Regions from separate parts of the Sus scrofa genome. Here region 2 is linked to region 1. A link is a contact called in public Hi-C data. All regions are on one chromosome and are shown on one strand. Each heading gives the region's core, a stretch centred on a gene start, on an enhancer-like site or on the middle of the called end of the contact. The rest is flanking DNA. Distances are from core to core; before and after follow the strand shown. Region 1 has its middle 41 kb from the start of LRRC74A. Region 2 has its middle 17 kb from the start of MIR9860.

Region 1 (5,925 bases), core at 915-3,414:
GTATGTTAAAGTGAAGGTTACGAAGAGCAAGATGAAGAGACATGTGGAGCAGAGCTTCCCCGGTGTTCTGTGGTCGAGGGCCAATTGTTTTCTTTGTCATTTCTAATCAATGACAAGCTATCTTCTTTTGCAAAATATAACACAAAAGAACTGCTGAAGGAGTTCCCTGGTGGCCTAGTGGTGAAGGATCCAAAGCTGTTACTGTTATGGCTCAGGTCACTGCTGTGGTATAGGTTTGATCCCTGGCCTGGCAACTTCTGCATACCGTGGATTTGACCAAAAAAAAAAAAAAAAAAAAATGGCGATGAAGAACTGCTGAAAAAAGATGAAATGAACAAGAGACATACAAAATACAAGCTAATTTTTAAAATTACTATTAGATTCAGCTGCTATGAAATGATTCTGTTGAATTGCTAGGAAAGTATCATGATGCTTGCAGACATTCTCCGTACTTGTTCCATCCTGGATCTGAGCAAACGCTTTGCAGAAAGGCCCCAGGTGGCGCTTTGTGTAGCCCTGGGCCAGAGACAGCCTCAGAAGGCAGATTCAGAGAAGGTGGCCACATTGCTTCCCAGCCCCCACCCCGCCCCTACCCGCTTCCAGTTTCTCCCCTGACTTGGCATCTGACTCCACTTCTGCTGGGAGCTGCCCCTAGGGAGGCAGGAGGACCCAGATGGGAAGTGGCATCTTGACCTGTTAATAACTCAGCATGCCTTCCCGGTGTATCGCTCAAGCATTTCTTCCACATTAGTTTGAAGGAGGGCGTGCCCATTGTGGCTCAACGGGTTCAGAACCTGATTAGCATCCATGAGGATGTGGGTTCGATCCCTGGCCTCGCTCAGTAGGTTAAGGATCCGGTGTTGCTGTGAGCTGTGGTGTAGGCTGCAGACTCAGCTTGGATCCTGAGTTGCTGTGGCGGTGGTGTAGGCCGGCAGCTGTAGCTCCAATTCAACTCCTAGCCTGGGAAGCTCCATATGCCTCAGGTGAGCCCCTAAAAAGCAAAAAACCCAAACAAACAGACATGAATTTGAAGGAGAGGTGGAGCCCTGCCTGGGGGGTGTGGGGGAGAGGAGGGGGAGGCTGACAGCCACATCCCATCTTGGTCCTCCTGCCTTCCTAGGGGTCCTTCAGGGAAGGGTCACTTGGCATCTGTGATTGTGGGGCTGGACGTGGCACCAGGGAAGGTGAAGGGGGGAGACAGGGGTGCCACAGCGCTGTGGGCCAGAGAGCCAGCGGGGGCCTGGGGACCTCTTCCTAGGGCGCGTCCGGATCCAGCTTGCCAACATCCTGGGTCTGGAACCAGGCTGGAGTGGCCACGGGGCGGTGGGGATGGTCTTGGGTGGAAGTAGGCAGAGTTACGGCCGATGGAAAAGGCCAGTGTCAGCGGGGAGCACGTCTGCCGAGCCAGGCAAGGCGCTGAGCACCCAGACCCCTTTGTGAGGTCTGCCTTCAAAGTGACCCTGTTAGGGGACCACTAGCTTCCCCTTTACAGGTGACGAAGCTGCAGCAGGGAGATGTCACATGCCCAGTGTCCTGAGGCCAGTCGGGGGCAAAGCTGGGCTCTGACTCCAGAGCCCTGGTCTACTCTGTGCCGTCGGCACCCTGCCCAGCCAAGCCCTCACAGCCGGCAGCCCTGGTGGCAAAGCCCACTTAGCAAACAGTTTGGAAACAAGCAAGTTCTTCCACCGTTTTGGCCCCTTCCTACCTTCCTCCCCTGAAGAAGCAGGTCTCGCTGCCAGTTTCACTGAGTTCCCTCTGCGACCCTCTTCTCTGGGTTTGACTTAGGTCACTGGCCTCGGCTTCCCAGGAGCTGACAATGAAAGGCTGATGCTGACTGGGACGGTGGCCACTCTTGGCCTCCAGAGAAAATTTGCCTCTTAATGGAGAGGGGATTAGCAGCCTGGGATCCGGGGAGATGCTGGGGAAGGGGTCTGCGGTGGCCCAGTTCTCAGCCTGGGGACAGAACATCGGGGGCGGGGGCGTTGCTGGGGCAGGCCCTGGCCAGGACTCCTGGATCACGCCTGGTGGTCTCTGCCAGGGACTCTGCTGGGCTGGCTCTGAGAACTGGGCCAGACTCCAGGCGGGGCCTCAGGCTCATCCCCAGGCTAAGTCTCGCCTCTTTCCCCCACTGCACACGCAGCCCTGGGCCTCTTCTCCACCCACGTCTGTGAAGCCTGGGCCTGGCTGGGGACCGGGGCCAGCTCCGCTCCTGCCAGCCCATTTCCCAGCACCATCTGACCCTGGACCAGCTGCGAGCAAGGGGGGCAGCTGCAGGAGCAGCTGGCTGGCCTCTGGGAGGTGGAAACCAGGAGTCGGCCCGGCGCTGGCAGGCTGGCTCAGGCTGGGGAGACAGGCGAGCAGGCCCAGGCAGCGTTCTGGAGGAATTTCTGAATTACCAACTGGCTGCAGACCAGAGGCCGGAGCGGGCCTGGGCTGGCCCTCCTGGCTGAGGCCCCTGAAGAGTCTTCCTCCTGGATCTGAGGCCTCACCACCTCCAGCCCCTCTCTGCCCATCTGTCTCTGAACCACAGCGTCCTCCAAGGGCTAGAACTCAACCTCAAGCAGGGGGGTCAGTGCTCCTCTCCCCTGTGGTGGGCTTAAGGGGGAGGGCCGTGTCCTCCCCAGACCCCAGCCTCCTTCCTCCTGGCCTCACCTGTAACCTGTTGAGTCGGGGCTGCTCCGCATGTCTCCTCCCCTCCAGAAGCACGCAGTCCATGTGGTCCAGGTCAGGGAGGCCCGAGGTCCTTCATCCTTTGCTAGAGTTGTTGATGATGGATTGGCTGCTCCAACACCTTCCAACTCTGTCTCCAGCCCTTTGTGTATAAACATCCCCGCCCTCATACAAGACCCGCTGCAGAGTCTGTGGGGCTGTTTGCTAAAAAATTATTAAGAATTTAAGAGCGTGACAACAGAGCATGAAAGCAAGTCCAGGCCCTTCTAAGTATGGGCACTGTGTGTCAGCGCAGGCTGCACCCATAAAACCAGCCCTGGCCCCCGAAAATCCATGGCCCTCCTTGGCTCACCCTATCTCCCTTCTGGGCCTCATCTTTGAGGCCTTGGCTGGAAGGCAGGTCTGAGGAGGGACCCCACTGCCCACCCCCTGCTCTGCTCCTTCACCTCTCAGGCTATCCTCAGTGGCAGTGTCCGATGCCCCACAGGGACCCTCCTCCCAGGGACAATGAGGCAGCAGGAAGGCCTGGCGCCTCACCATCCTGTGGCACTGCCCATCCCAGACAGCTGGGGGGGCGCTGGTGGTGGCGGCGGAGTCTGGGGGTCCCCTCAGCTGCCTATGGTGTGCCAAGTCAGGGCTCTGGTCGGGGCTGGGTGGTGGGGAAGCTCCTTCTGCTCCCCATCAGTGCCTTTCCCCCGGAGGGGAGCGAGCAGGGGCGTTCAGGGCCACTCTGTCAGCTCCAGACCAGGCCTCCGTGCGCAGCCAAGCCTGGTTGCTCTGTTCTTTGTCTCGGCTGCACAGCAGCTGGCCCAGCCGCCAGCTGGCAGGGGGACTGCCCTTGGGGGCTTGTGGGGCCTGGGTCCAGGAGTGTCCTGACTTGGGAACTTGGAAATTGTGCTGCACTCTGGCAGCAGCCGCCAGTGGGGTCAGGGAGAGCAGACGCCCCCACGGGGACGGGCAACCCCTCCTCCAGCTGCAGGGAAAGGCCGGGTCGGGAGGGAAAGTGGGTCTGACAGCAGCCAGACACCAGGCGCTGCTCTGCCCTGGCTGGTCCCTCGGGCCACAGCCTGGGCGAGACATTCTGTGGTGTCATCCCCAGGCCCCCACCAGCCTCAGGGGCAAGAAAGCCCACCACCCTGGGTCCCTTCAGAGCCTGGGGAGGGGCCCAAGTGGGCCGTGTACAGGGTCCCATTTATGCTCACAAAAGCCGTAGGAGGTGGGTCCTGTTATTACAATCATAAGAGTCAGATTAACCGAAAAGCTGGTTCCGGGCCACAGGGCGGCCACGTCGTCGCTGGCGCTGCCCTTTCTGTGCAGAAGTCATCGCGGTGACATTTGCAGGGCTGTCTGTCTACTGTGCCTAAGCTCTGCTTAAGCAGAGGCGCCCTTTGAATTCACATCTGGCCCATTGTGATGCTCAGGGTTGTGACCCCGGTGCCACACACAGGGCCTGCCACATAGTAGGAGCTCCATAAGGAACAAGGGAAGGAAGGAAGGAGGGGGCTGAGTTGGGATTGCAGGATAGGGTGGCCTGACACCCAGCCTGTGCCTGTGCCCCTACCTGGCTTCATGGCCTCCCTCTCAACTGAGCGCCCTTGACAAATGGCAGCCAGGCCAGAGTAGGCCCAGAAGGGGCCCTGCATCTAGCTCAGGCTGGGCAGGGGCGGGACTGAGCTCGGCTCCCTGGAAGGAGCCACCCTCTCCACCGCCAGTCAGAGAGCCTCACCCCCGAGGCTCCAAGGGGGCCCTTCCCGGGAGATGCTGGCCCACTGGCTTCCGGCTGGGTTATTGCCTTGCAAGGCAGGGATCGTGCAGCTGGGAGAGTCGTCTCTATCTCCATGTGGTTGGGTGGCATCACCAGGGAGGCCTCTTCTGGGAGAAATGCCTGCCTTGACTGCCTGCTCTGGTCTTGCCCCATGAGCAACGCAGTCCTCAGCTTCTCGTGGGCCCCTGGAAGTCTGCTTCCGCAGAGGGGCTGGAGCCGCAGCCGCTGGGCCAGTACCCCCGCCATCTGGAGCATCTGTGGGCATTCACCCCAGCCACCTTTGCAGTGGGCACTGCCAGGCCGCTGGGCACTGTATCTGTTGGAACAGCTCTCGGAAGGGGGTGCTGAGGGCAGGGATCCCTCCACTCTCTCTCCTGCCCTTTCACTGTATCCACTCAATATCTCTGAGCCCCACCCTGTCCCAGGCCTGGTGCTAATTGTACAGGAAGCTCAGCTCAGACTTAAGGGACTTGCAGTCCAGTCTGGAGGGCCCTGCGTCACCGGTGGGGACACAGATTGATGGCCAGCACTGAGAGCCTGGGGAGGTTGGCTAGTACCTCCTAGGAGGCTTCGGGCTGCACGAGGCAGAGGGTGGGGGCCTGCTGGGAGATTGGCTATTTAGTGGCCGCTCCCCCATGCCTTTCCTCTGTCACCTTTGCCCTCAGCCCACCTGGGCTCTCCCTGTCCTGCCCACCTCTCCACATTGTTCTTGGGAAAGACTTGGGGGCGGGTCTTTTTGGCTTGGCCACTTTCTTCAACTGCCTTCCGGAACCCCACACTCTGGGGACCCCACTTCCTGGCCGGTCTCTCCCCCTCAGTCCCCTCTGCTGGTTCTTCCTCTGCCCTTTAAGGGTTTTGGGGTTCCCCAGGGCTCAGGCCTGGTCCCTTCACCCCACTCCAGAACCTCATCTAGTTTCCTGATGTTCAACCCCCAGGACTTGCAAATGCCCCCCCCCTCCAGACCCCTCCTCCAAGCCCACTCTGGGATTCCAACACCTGCTCCAGTCCCCTGGGCAGTATCTAACAGACATCCCTAAATCTGCAGTCTCCTCTCTCCACCCTGAACACCCACATCTGCTCCAGCAGCACCCCACTAGCTCAGTGATGAGACTTCTTTCCTCCGCTGCTCTGGCCAAAACTTGGGGTCATGGTGAAGCCTCTCTTTCTTGAACAGCCAGTATCCCATCTCTCGCAATAGCCTCCCTGTTGATTTTTCTCATCCCTAAAGTCTATTCTTTTTTTCTTTTCAGGGCCACACCTGCAGCACGTGGAGATTCCCAGGCTAGGGGCTGAATAGGAGCTGTCACTCCTGGCTTATGCCACAGCCACAGCCATGCCAGATCTGAGCCGTGTCTGCGACCGACACCCCAGCTCACAGCAATGCCGGATCCTTAACTCACTGAGCGAGGCAAGGGATCGAACCCACATCCTCATGGATACTAGTGGGGCTCATAACCCACTGAGCCACAGTGGGAACTCCCTAAAGTCTA
Region 2 (5,558 bases), core at 1,400-3,899, 130 kb before region 1:
CACAACAACACCATATCCAAGCCATGTCTGGGACCTACATCACAGTTCATGGCAACACCGGATCCTTAACCAACTGAACAAGGCCCGGGATCAAACCTGCATCCTCATGGATGCTAGTCAGAATCGTTTCTGCTGAGCCGTGACAGGAACTCCTCAAGTCCACTTTTAGGCATCAACAGATAACCAAAACACTTGGGTTCTTGTCTCAGATCTGACACTCATGGGTGAGCCCATCGCCCTTGTCAGACCTCAATTTCCTGATCTGCAAAATGAGGGTTAAATGCAATCATGCATTTGATACCTGGAGCACAGAGTCTGGCACACTGCTCTGCTCACACTGGGAATCTGTGATTGTTAGCAAGACTGTGCCAAGTTTCCCATACCTGTGCTCCACCTGGACTGAGTGGCTGTCATTCGGATCCTCCTGGCCCAGGTCCTCATATGAATGGGCATCGTTCTCCTCTGATGGGAATGGCCTGTCACCATGGTAGCACCTGGCGAAGAGCAGTGGCTTCTGAGCCAGAAAAGCATGGATGTCCCCTGCCCGTTTCTAGCTTTGAGACCTCAGGCAAGTGTTTTAATTATCACTGAGCCTTAGTTTCTTTGCCTGAAAAGAGAGGAAGTCAGCCAAATTCCTCTTCCAGGAAGCCTACCTTGATTAACCTCTCCCGCCACATTTCTCTTAGTAGAGCTTCTTCATGTCCCGCTTATAAGACAGGTGCTGATTTCTGAACTTTCAGAAGAGGTCTGAAATGACTATATGGGCTGGAAAAAGAGTATGAGGGACCCTTGACCATGCCTCATTCATAAAAATAGCTCCTCTTTATCTAGTCCCAAAGATTTGCTAAGTGCTTTGCACGTATTGACTTCACAACACACCTGTGAGGGAAGTACCACTGTCACCATTCCCCTGTGGGGTGTGAGGGTGCCACCTCAGGAGCCAGGTGGGGCCTTGCAGTAGAACCCACTGTGTCAAGTGTGTGTGTGTATGAACACCACTGCGTCTCCCTACCTTAGGGACTAATAACAAAATAGGCAAGGGAAATATTTACAGAAATCAAAATGGATGATTTCTGGAGTTCTTATCATGGCTGAGTAGTAACAAACCCAACTAATATCCATGAGGATGTGGGTTCAATCCCCGGCCTTGCTCAGCCGGTTAAGGATCCAACATTGCCGTGAGCTGTGGTGTCGTTTGCACACTCAGCTTGGATCCTGTGTTGCTGTGGCTGTGGTGTAGGCCAGCGGCTGCAGCTCCAATTCGACTCCTAGCCTGGGAACCTCCATATGCAGCAGGTGTGGCCCTAAGAAAAACCTTCAGTGGCTCCCATCTCACTCAGCATAGACATCAGTGTACTCCCAATGGCCCTCTCTGACCAGGAACGTTCCAGTGCCGTGTCCTCTGCCTGGAATCCTCTTTTACTAAATAGCTGCCTGGTCCGTGATCCTTTAGCTCTTTACTTAAATGTCATCTTTTCAATAAGGCCTTCCCTGACCACTCCATTTATAATTTCCCCCTAGTCCTGGGGTGCCCAACCCCCTCTTCTGCTTTGGTTTTCTCCATAGCACATTACCACTAAATGTTATGTCTGTGCCACTTGCTTATTTGTTTTTCTATCTTTTGCCCCCAACTCCACACACACACACACACACACACACACACGAATGTAAGCTCTGTGTGGGATTTGTGTCTCTTTTATTTACTGCTATTGCTTCCATACTTGGCAATAGCTCAATTAAACCTTGCTACATGAATGAGTGTGAAGCACACATACACGCAGACTGTGAGATGATACTATAGAATCCTCAAAAAATAAACCAGACCCAACTCGGGTAGTTTCGATAGGGGTGTTAAAACATTCCTGTGGCATCGATCAGTTTCCAACCCTCACCCTTGCTTTATGTGTGTGTGTATATGTGTGTGGGGGGGTGTGCATGTGTGTATATCCATGCACATCTACAGTAAAGGCCGTGGGGAGTGGAAATTTATTGAGGTGTTAGTGATGTTGGATGTTAATAAAAATTCATTGAGAATCTGGGGAGCCTGGCATGCCCCAGGAGGGTGACACGGTCCCTTCCGAATAAAGCAGAGCCACAGCCCAGGTTCAGAGGGATGAGGTTTCCCTTGAGAAGACACAGCTGTTGGTGGTGACTTCCAACTCCCCCCAGATGACAGAGGCCTTGGGATCCAGACCCGGGGTCTCTACCTTCTGGAATGGGGGGAAGGAGTAGAGGAGCCTGACATGTTACAGATGAGGAAACTGAAGCTCAGAGGCATTATATGGCCTATCCAAGGTCACCGCACACACTCCAAGTCCCAGATGCAAGGAACTTTGCTCACTGCTGAATCCGACACAGGCGGTTGGTTCTGGGGTGGTCTCTGAGCTTGAACTGATGCCTGGTTGACTCTAAATCTAATTGGCTCCAAAAAGCTAGCTTACCTTTCCACTCATTTTGTCTGTCGCTCACTGTCAGTCCTCCCTCCAAAAACCTGGCGCATTGCCAGGTGGGTGACACCTTATGGGTACTCTGGAATACTGGGTTCCAACCACCAGGCAGCAGCGGGTCGTGCTAACAACCACCCCCTTCATCGCCTGAGCGGGCAGGCCTGCATCTTTGCTCACGGCCAGCAGGGGGCGCACACACATTGTTTCTAGTGGGCTTCTCACCAACTTCCCCAGTCCCCCTCCTGTAGTTGAGCGTGGGTTGCACATACAGGGGCACTACTCCAACCAGCCCATTTAATGTCAGGAGCCTTTACACTGTGTAGTTTTCCCTAACAGGCAGCCCCCTCGGCAACGAATAGGATCTAATATTTACTAAGTGGTTCCTATACCAGACACCAGGCCAGGCACTTGACAAGCATGATCTCATTTCACCATCTAAGATACTGAAATGATCACTTTTACAAATAAGAGTACCAAGTGTCTACTTTTACCTCATTTAAGAAGCTGGAAGGAGTTCCCCTCGTGGCTCAGCGGAAACGAATCTGACCAGCATCCATGAGGACGTAGGTTCGATTCCTGGCCTCACTCAGTGGGTTAAGGATCTGGTGTTGCCGTGAGCTGTGGTGTAGGTCGCAGACACTGTGGTGTAGGCTGGCAGCTGCAGCTCTGATTCAAGCCCTAGCCTGAGAACCTCCATATGCCACTGGTGCGGCCCTAAAAAAAGGGGGGGGGGAGGGAATACTGAGGTTTGGGGCTAAGTGGCATATCACCCCTACCCTCCAGACCTCCCCTTTCTGCTCCCAGGTGGTGGGCATGGGAGAGGGCACTGAATGAGGCCTGGGCCTCCAGAGAGGGCTGGGTTGGAAAGGACCCTTCCCAGAAGAGGAATAGTTCCTGCCCTAGTTCTGCCTCGGCTCCTGCCTCCTCCTTGTGTTTTGTCACTGTTCCCCAAAGCTCTGGGCGGGCCCCTTGAGCAGGCCTGCCAGCTCCATGCTGCTCTGATGGGGCACCCCAGGACACTTCCTCTTGGTATCAATTCCAGCCACCTGGCACACACCAGGGAGTGTCCTAGGTGGTGACGTTGGTAGTGGTGGTGGGTAAGGGAGAGCCAACCTCTTGGGAGGAGACAAGGGGTCAGGACATGTCACAGTGGGACCAGCTAGCCCACCCCATCTGCCATTTTACATGCAAGGAAGCAAACCCAGACGGGGGAGGCCTCTGACCCAAGGTCACCTCGCTTGTAGTGGCAGAGCCAGGGTGGGCAGATCTCTGAGCTGCCAGGCTTTCTTCAGGCATTAACTGATCATGTTCTCCAGGGCCTGGAATTGCCTCTTTCCCACACATCCCCTCCATGCTCCGTGTCAAACCCTGCCCGTCCTGACCTAGGATGCATCCAGTCTCCTGACCCTCTGTGGTGAAGGCTTCTCTCCCTGCAGTGGAATCATCGCTCTTTAACTGGCCCGGAGCCCATGCACTCTGTTCCAGGTTGACTTGCCTCTTCTTCCCAGCAGATCTTTGAGACAAGTGCCAAGGGGTAGGGCAGTACAATGGAGAGGGCACTGGGCCAGGCGCGCAGACACCTGAATTTGAACTTGGCAGAACCACTAACTTGCAGGGTGTCTCAGGAAGGTCACTCTACTTCCTCGGGCCTCCGTTTCCCCTCTGGTCTTGATCAGGGCTTCTCAGACTCTGTCTGTGGAGTTGGCCTCTGGCCGGAGTGGACCAGGCCCTGCACTGAACTCAATGGTAGCAATCTCGCTTTTTTTCTTTCTTAAATACATGGGTTTTTGTGAAGGGGAGTGGGAGAAGTTTCTGAGGCTGAGAGAAGTTTGAAAACCAGAGTTCCTATTGTGGCTCAGTGGGTTACAAGACTGACTAGCATCCATGAGGATGCAGGTTTGATCCCTGGCTTGCTCAGGGGGTTAAGGATCCGGCGTTGCTGTGAGCTGTGGTGTAGGTCACAGACTCGGCTGGTATCCGGTGTTGCTGTGGCTGTGGTGTAGGCTGGCGGCTGCAGCTCCTACTCGACCCTTAGCCTGGGAACTTCTAGATGCCACAGGTGTGGTCCTAAAAAAAAAAAGTTCAAAAATCATTTTGAGGTCCTTTCTACTCTTATTTTGCTGTTCTTTGTCTCTCTTTCATCCCTCAGCCGCTAGCAGGAATATAGCATCTTGCATAGAAAAATCTAAGGAAGTATTTGGTGGGTGGAATTGAAGGTCAGGGCTGGGAAGCTGGGCTGTGCTGAACCTGGCTGGGCAGGGGAGGGGCCAAGCAGGAAGCACAGGCCAGAAGACAGGTGGAGGGAAAGGGGCCTGGAACCAGCTTCCAAGGGGAAGAGAGCCTTTGCAAAGGGGGCTGAGCTTGCGTCTGCAGCTTCTGCTCCCCGCCTCCTCCAGGCTCCCCCTGCCCCCACTTGCCCCTCAAGCGAGCTTCCACCTCCCCCACAACCCTGCTGCAGGGGCCACAGTGTCCTTGCACAAACCCTGCTCCCTGCCCCGCTGCCAGGGCCGCCCACACAGCTGGGCGCACATGAGCCTGGAAGACACTGATGTGGCTGAGCTCTCCCGGAATGAGGTTCAGAAGGGCCATGGGGCTGGCGTGGAGGAAAACTCTGGCCTGGACAGCCAGCCAGGCGGCATGCCCGGCCCCAACCCCCGGAGGCAGACCTTCTGAGCTGCAGGGGTCTGTGGGGCCTCTCTGGGCACCGGCACTCTCTGAGGGGGCGGATGTTGTGTGCTTTTGTCAGTGGCAGGCCATGTTCTCCGTGGTGTGGGTATGTCAGTTCTGCTTCCAAATCTTTGTTGCTCCTGGAGCTACAAATTACACTCCAGCCTTCATCCTGGAGCAGTGCTTCCATGCCCCAGGGTAATGAGGGACCACCCCCGCTCACAATGAGAAAAGCCTGTGTCATGCAGTGTTTAACCAGGGTAAGAAGAGGCCTGAGAAGTGCAAAGGAAAGCCATTGTTACAGCCCCAAGAAGCTCCATCAGGATGCTTACTAACATAATGTTTAAATTTCACTGTCATTGTCATCTCTGTTGTCACTCCAGTACCCACCCACCTCTGCACAGCTCTAAACCTGACTTCGTTACCGTCTGCTGTGTCTTTAGG

Evidence for each region. Hi-C and Micro-C count contacts between places; a contact is called where the count stands out from the background.
Region 2: a contact with region 1 is called in a Hi-C map of embryonic fibroblasts, with 2.6 times the contacts expected there. The contact joins two enhancer-like sites. A contact is called at or near these places in 14 of 47 Hi-C or Micro-C datasets (embryonic fibroblasts, fetal heart ventricle, fetal skeletal muscle and 7 more) and 2 of 2 datasets of contacts at active chromatin or transcription factors (alveolar macrophages and skeletal muscle).

The regions. Positions count from the first base shown.
Region 1 is chr7:100,012,255-100,018,179 of Sscrofa11.1, reverse strand. No RefSeq gene overlaps it. Among named protein-coding and RNA genes, the nearest start is that of LRRC74A, 41 kb to the right of the region's middle. Within about 2 kb of position 2,164, at least 20 of the 83 cell types and tissues checked have an H3K27ac peak or open chromatin away from gene starts, as enhancers often do. A contact at or near this core is called in embryonic fibroblasts and retroperitoneal adipose tissue, where this site is marked.
Region 2 is chr7:100,141,187-100,146,744 of Sscrofa11.1, reverse strand. No RefSeq gene overlaps it. Among named protein-coding and RNA genes, the nearest start is that of MIR9860, 17 kb to the right of the region's middle. Within about 2 kb of position 2,649, at least 13 of the 83 cell types and tissues checked have an H3K27ac peak or open chromatin away from gene starts, as enhancers often do. A contact at or near this core is called in embryonic fibroblasts and retroperitoneal adipose tissue, where this site is marked.